2 separate regions of the Canis lupus genome follow, and region 1 is linked to region 2. Evidence: chromatin contacts called from public Hi-C data. All regions are on one chromosome and are shown on one strand. Each heading gives the region's core, a stretch centred on a gene start, on an enhancer-like site or on the middle of the called end of the contact. The rest is flanking DNA. Distances are from core to core; before and after follow the strand shown.

Region 1 (2,750 bases), core at 49-2,548, 110 kb before region 2:
TGAACCAATATATGACACATGATTAAATACAGACCAGTTTACGTTAGGGCTCACCCTTGGTGTTGTACCTTCTACAGGCTTTAACAATTATACAGTGACCTGTATCCAGCACTACAGCAGCAAACAGAAGAGCTTCACTGCCCTAAAAATCCTCTGCGCTCCACCAAGACGTCCTTCCCTCCCCCCAGCCCCTGATCTTCTTACTGTGTCCATAGCTGGCATCCATTTTTTTAGTTTAGTTGTTTTTAATGTATAATATTTGCTATAAATAGCAATTTTAGAATCACTGAGCAGAGTTAGAGATCATTATCACCGTTTCTCACCCAAAGCAACAGATTCTGGGTTTTGTTTTGCTGTGGTCTCAGAAAAGTGAGCCCTAAAAATGAATTATTTTAGTCCCCTTCAGTAAAAAAAAGTCACCCCTCCCCACCAAAGGGGCAAGTAATCTGAAGTTCATGAAGTGTCCTGTATTCTTGCTTTTGGAAAGTTAAGGATTACCCGCAGTCCTCCCCTGCACCCCTGCCTCCTCTAGTCACTCCTGTCCCCTGCGGTCCCAGGCTTTCTGGGAAAACCTGGTTTGTCATCCTGCTCAGTAAGATGAGTAGACACACATCTGTCATGTGAGTTGAAGGGACAGTCTTTACCTTTCTGAATCTCCTCAGAGGGGACTGGGAGAGACAAGCCACAGGTCTCCTTCCCCAGGACCCATCTTCTCTCCCCCACCATCTCTCTTGCCCTCCTGCCCCCCACTGTGCCCCCCACCGAGAGATCCAAAATCTCTAGTCCGGCTATTTCAACAGTAAATGCTCCACTGTTTACATGGTAAACAAACTGCTACCTGAGCAGACTTTCTCCGAGGAAGGTAATTGATTACCTCAGTCGTCTTTCTTAGAACAGCCTCTTCAGTTGAACCTGGGAAGAAGAAAAAAAAAAAAACCTCTTCTCAGAATGATTAGCATTTGCATCATACAATCCAACTTCCTCTCCTCCTCCTCTCTGTCTCTCACACTCTCTCACACACACACACACACACACACACACACACACACCCTCCTTCTTTCCAGTCAAGGACATTTCAAGAGGTCAGTACCGCCCCCGTGTCTAAAACTTCAATGTTTGCCTTTGCAGGGACTTTTCCAACTTTACCTAGAAAAGAACTAACCAGAACTTTAGCACTTGTGGTCAGCCTGCTTCCGGCTGTGGCTTCAGTCAGTTTGTCTGCTCTGACAGAGGAAGCGCTTGCTGTGCCGGGAACTGCACTGGCTGGATTGTAGGAGGACCAGGGCAGACGGTGCCTAACGACATTGGTATGCGAGATGCCAGCAGCAAGGAGAGCCAGGCAGGCACGGGGGACGTCTCAGGCCCAGAGCGACAGATGCTGCTGACAGACGCTCCCTGAACCCACAGCCTCCCCCAACTCCACCCTCCTGCACACACACACACACACACACACACGTGTGCACACACACTAAATTCACGTACAGACAAAATGCCAGTTGAAGATGATTTCCTCAAAAAATGCAGAAGCCAAGACACTGAGCCGTGTTTTGGATCTTCAGTGCACATAAAGGCAGGATGCTGCAAACGCTTCGAGGCCTCCAGACTGACCAGCTGGAGCACCGTGTACTGCAGGCTCCCCTGGAATCCTAGAGCACTCAAGCAGGCGCACCATCTCCTATGAAAGTCCAAGCTAAATACAAAGTGATTGGATTCAAGTGTTCTCTGCCCCTGTACTAGTAATTGGGATCGTCTAAGCATTTTCCCTTCGAGACTTAGATTCTCTACGGAGGGAGATGCAGTCGGTGAGCAACCTTACACTGCACCAGAGCTTATCCTACTGTGCAGGGTGCAAAATCAAATGGAAGCTGAGAGAACAGTGTGGCTAGAATTGCTAATTAATTATAACCACTAGGTACTCCTTGGTAATTTGAGATTTGACTTAACAGCTCGGGATGATTATTTAATTAAAATACTGGCAACACGGAGGATTTCAGATTTGGGGATTTACCTGCTTCAGTGCAGAAAAGCTAAAAATACATGCCATCCGGACTACTTGAATTTCTGCAGTTGAGCTGCTTTCCGGTGGTTTAGGATTTTAGTGGGATTCCCCCATCTTAGATCGCATTGTTATGTATCAGAGTTGGAGGAAAGCACTGAGGGAGAAGCTGTGTGGCGGTAGCCAGAAAATATCAGAAATATCAGCCAGAAATCCTTTTCCAGCTCTGCACTCAAGGACTCCACTGAGCTGGAGAATGAAGGTTTATCCCTAGGATCAGGGTATGTGGCCTAAAGTGGCCTCAGGCAAATAGGACATTTCTTTCAAATCTTGGATTTAACTTTTAAAATTTGATTAAATGTCATGTTCTTTGTAGGGCATATTTTGAGTTTAACATAAAAATATTTTCAATAATTTACCATTCAGTGAAACGGGCATTCTAAAAAAAAGATGCATTATTTTCTGTCTGTGGCATTATATACCCTTGGGCCGGACCTTCATGCCCCAGGATGATGGGTGTCTCACTCATGGAAGCCCAAGTAAAGCAAAAGCAAAGGGGATCTGAGTGCATCATCATAGCCACTGAGACGATGAGCACAGCAGCCCATAGCAGTCCTCCTAATACTGGTGGACCACACTCATTCATCCGGCAGGTCACAGCTTGGGAGGGGAGGCTCTCAGAAGTGAAGAACCATGCCCTAGGACCGTCCTTGTAACGACAGTCTGTGCACTGAAGCACGTTGGGGGCAGGGAC
Region 2 (3,020 bases), core at 397-2,896:
TGGGTCCGCATTAAATAAATTTTGAAACAAAACAAACTTAGCTTTTTTTTTTTTTTCCTGCCAGCCAGTGGCACCTATGTAATTTTCCCAGGGCTGCCTTCCCCTCCTCGCCCAGCGTCTCCCTTCCCAGAGGTTCCTGTAAATTCAAGGGCAGCATCTGCCTGCTTCCCACCCCCCGGGAATCTCTGGCGAAGGCCACAACGCCCGGCACAGAGGAGGGGGCTCGACAACGTGGATCCACTGGACGGAGCCTAAGATTTCAACGTGATGGGCAGATAGTTTTTCCTGGTCTCTCTCCTCCCTCCCCGCGGTGCAGACCGCCAACAGCGCCGCCGAGTTCCCGGCAGGCTGGGGGGCGGCCCACCCCGGCGGGCACACCGCGTCCCTCCCCGGGCCCGGGGTCCGCGTCCCACGGGGGCGGCCGGGAGGGCCTCGCAGGCGGCGGCCCCGTGGCCCGAGCTCCGGCCACGTGAAGCGTCACGCCCGGTGCTGCCGCAGGGCAGGCGTCGCCGCCGCAGTTGTGTAACGTTGCAGCCGGAGGGGAGGCGACCCGGGCGCCTCTGCTCCGGAGGGGGCAGGGAGGGAGGGCACGTGGGCGCCGCGCCCGGGGCCTCTCCGCGCGGGCCTGGCCGAGGCGGGGCGGACGTGGGCCGCGGGACCCCGGGAGCGCGCGGGAGGGTGCGGGCGGCGCGGCTGCGGGCTGTCCCCAGCGGCCGAGCCCGGGGAGCCAGGCCCGCGGCGCACTCGCTCGGCGGTCAGGTGCGCGCGGCGTGCTCGGCGGCGGCCTCGGCTGCCCCTGCGCTTGGCGGCCGGCCCGCTTCCCATGGGGTGACATCCGCCCCGCCCCTCGGCCCCTCCCCGCGGCGGGCGATTCCTGGACGCCGGGCGCGGGGTGGGGGTGGGGGTGGGGGCGGGGAAGCCGGGACGGAAAGCAGCACCAGCCTCCGGGGAGGGCAGGGGGGCCGGGCGACTCCCTCCGCTGCGCGCCGGTTCCTCGGAGCCGGCCGGGCGGGGGAGGAGGAAGAGGGCTGGGCTGGAGCGAGCGAGGGGATATTCCTCTCCCGGCTTGAGTCAGACGCGGGCGGATCCGTCCTCCCCCGTTCCCTCCCAGGAGACGGGAACTTACTTCATTTCCCTGGGGCAGGTTCGCCCACGTTACTACCCCCCCCCCACCACCACCACCCGGGCCCGGCGGCGGCGGCGGCTCCCCGGCCCCTTCCAGCTTCCGCGCCCCCCGCCCGCTTGGGCAGGACCCAGGCCGCGCTGCCACCCCCTCTTCGGGGAAAGGCCGCCGCAGCCGCAGACACCTGGGGGCCGGGACTGGGGGTGGGGGCTCCCTCGCAGCCGCGGGAGCGTTGTCCAACACGTGAGACTCATGTGATGAAGCCGGGGGAGGGCGGGCAGGTCGCTCCTTCCCTCCCTGGCAGCGGCCAGACGTGCCTGGAGTCACAGGGTAGAACACGTAGCTCCAACCCACCCACTCGCTCCCATTTAACCCAGCCCGCAGCCTCTCCATTACTCCTCAGCTCGCCCCCCCACCCCCTCCGCCCAGCCGGCCCCCCCCGCGCTCCCTCCCGCCTCCCCGCCCGCCCCACTTCTCATTCACTTGGCTCGCACCGCGCAGACGGCGCAGGGAGCACACACCGCCAGTCTGCGCGCAGAGCCGGAGCCAGAGGCCGCGGGGACACCATGCACGCCCCCAACTGAAGCAGCACCTCAAAGCCGCAGCGCCCGGCAGCCCAAGCGGATTTCGGGGAGCTCAGACCCGGAGGAACCCTTGCGGAGAGACAGCCCCCCTCCCGGGAGCCCCTTGCAGGACAGTCCTCACCCCGACGTTCCGCTACTGCAGACGGGAGTGCACAGTGGCCCCGGCTCGCCGCGCCATGGAGCGGATCCCCAGCGCGCAACCGCCCCCCGCCTGCCTGCCCAAAGCTCCGGGACTGGAGCCCGGAGACCTACCTGGGTAAGTTGGCGCTCCCCGGCCCCTCCAAGCCTCAGCTCCGGCCCTGCGTTTTGCGCCGCTCTCAACTCGGAGCAGCTCCGGGCGCGTCCGGGGGCCTCTAACCCTCCAGGGCGCCTGCAGCCTTCGGGCACGCAAAGTCACGACCCTACCTGGCCCCTCTTCCTGCAGGATGGATTTTGCCCACATGTACCAAGTGTACAAGTCGAGGCGGGGAATAAAGCGGAGCGAGGATAGCAAGGTAAGACACACCGCGCCCCTCGGGACCCCAGCCCCAGGCGCGCGCGCTGCTGCCAAGAAAAGTTTTCGCACTTGGAGCTTGGCGGGGGGATGCAAGGTGTGGGCTCGGTGCTTCTGTGAAACGGCTTGGACGGGAAGGGGCAGAAAGTGGTTCTGGGTGTGACTCCGCGGCCCCAACTCTTATCGCGCCGCAGGGGAGGGGAGGAGAGGGGCTTCTCGCCCGTTTGCCCTGGCGCCCACCGCCTCCCCGTGCGCCTTGCAGGAGACCTACAAACTGCCGCACCGGCTCATCGAGAAAAAGAGACGTGACCGGATTAACGAGTGCATCGCCCAGCTGAAGGATCTCCTACCCGAACATCTCAAACTTACAGTAAGTGAGAAGCTGGCCCCGCTCCAAGCCAGCTCTTCTACCCAGAGGGCGGGCGGGGGTCACTCGCCGCCGCCTGCAGGCCCCACAGGGAACTGCAGACCAGATGGCCGGCGCGGGGCTGGCGGGTGGCTCTGTTTTGGGGTACCATTCCCCCCGGCTCTGGGATTTTTCTGGCAGCCTCATGCAAATGAAGTGAGAACCGCTTGGACTTCTCCAAGTTGGCTCCAACACCAACTAGCCTTCGTTTTCAAGAGTTTAGGTCTTTCCTTTCTGGTGATTTTCAGGGTTCTTTAGTTTTGCTGACTTGGCTAAACCAAGCAACACGCAGATTTTATTTACCCCCCTACTCTCGGCCATCCCCCTTTTTAAAAATAAAGAGGACTTGTTTGGGTGCGCGATTTTTATGTCCTGTCCTTTCTTGGCAGTAGCCGACAGCTTACTGGCTTGGCA

The links. A called contact is a pair of places that touch in the nucleus more often than the background predicts.
Region 1: a contact with region 2 is called in a Hi-C map of blood, with 4 times the contacts expected there. The contact joins the enhancer-like site here to the promoter of BHLHE40 in region 2. A contact is called at or near these places in 4 of 9 Hi-C or Micro-C datasets (amygdala, blood and liver).

The regions. Positions count from the first base shown.
Region 1 is chr20:12,835,614-12,838,363 of UU_Cfam_GSD_1.0, reverse strand. The region is part of intron 59 of ITPR1 (inositol 1,4,5-trisphosphate receptor type 1); the gene reads left to right. Among named protein-coding and RNA genes, the nearest start is that of BHLHE40, 110 kb to the right of the region's middle. Within about 2 kb of position 1,298, at least 12 of the 20 cell types and tissues checked have an H3K27ac peak or open chromatin away from gene starts, as enhancers often do. A contact at or near this core is called in blood, where this site is marked.
Region 2 is chr20:12,722,373-12,725,392 of UU_Cfam_GSD_1.0, reverse strand. It overlaps BHLHE40 (class E basic helix-loop-helix protein 40), which reads left to right and starts at 1,646. Exons shown (of 5, transcript XM_038565786.1): 1 at 1,646-1,963; 2 at 2,132-2,201; 3 at 2,463-2,570. The coding sequence starts at 1,884.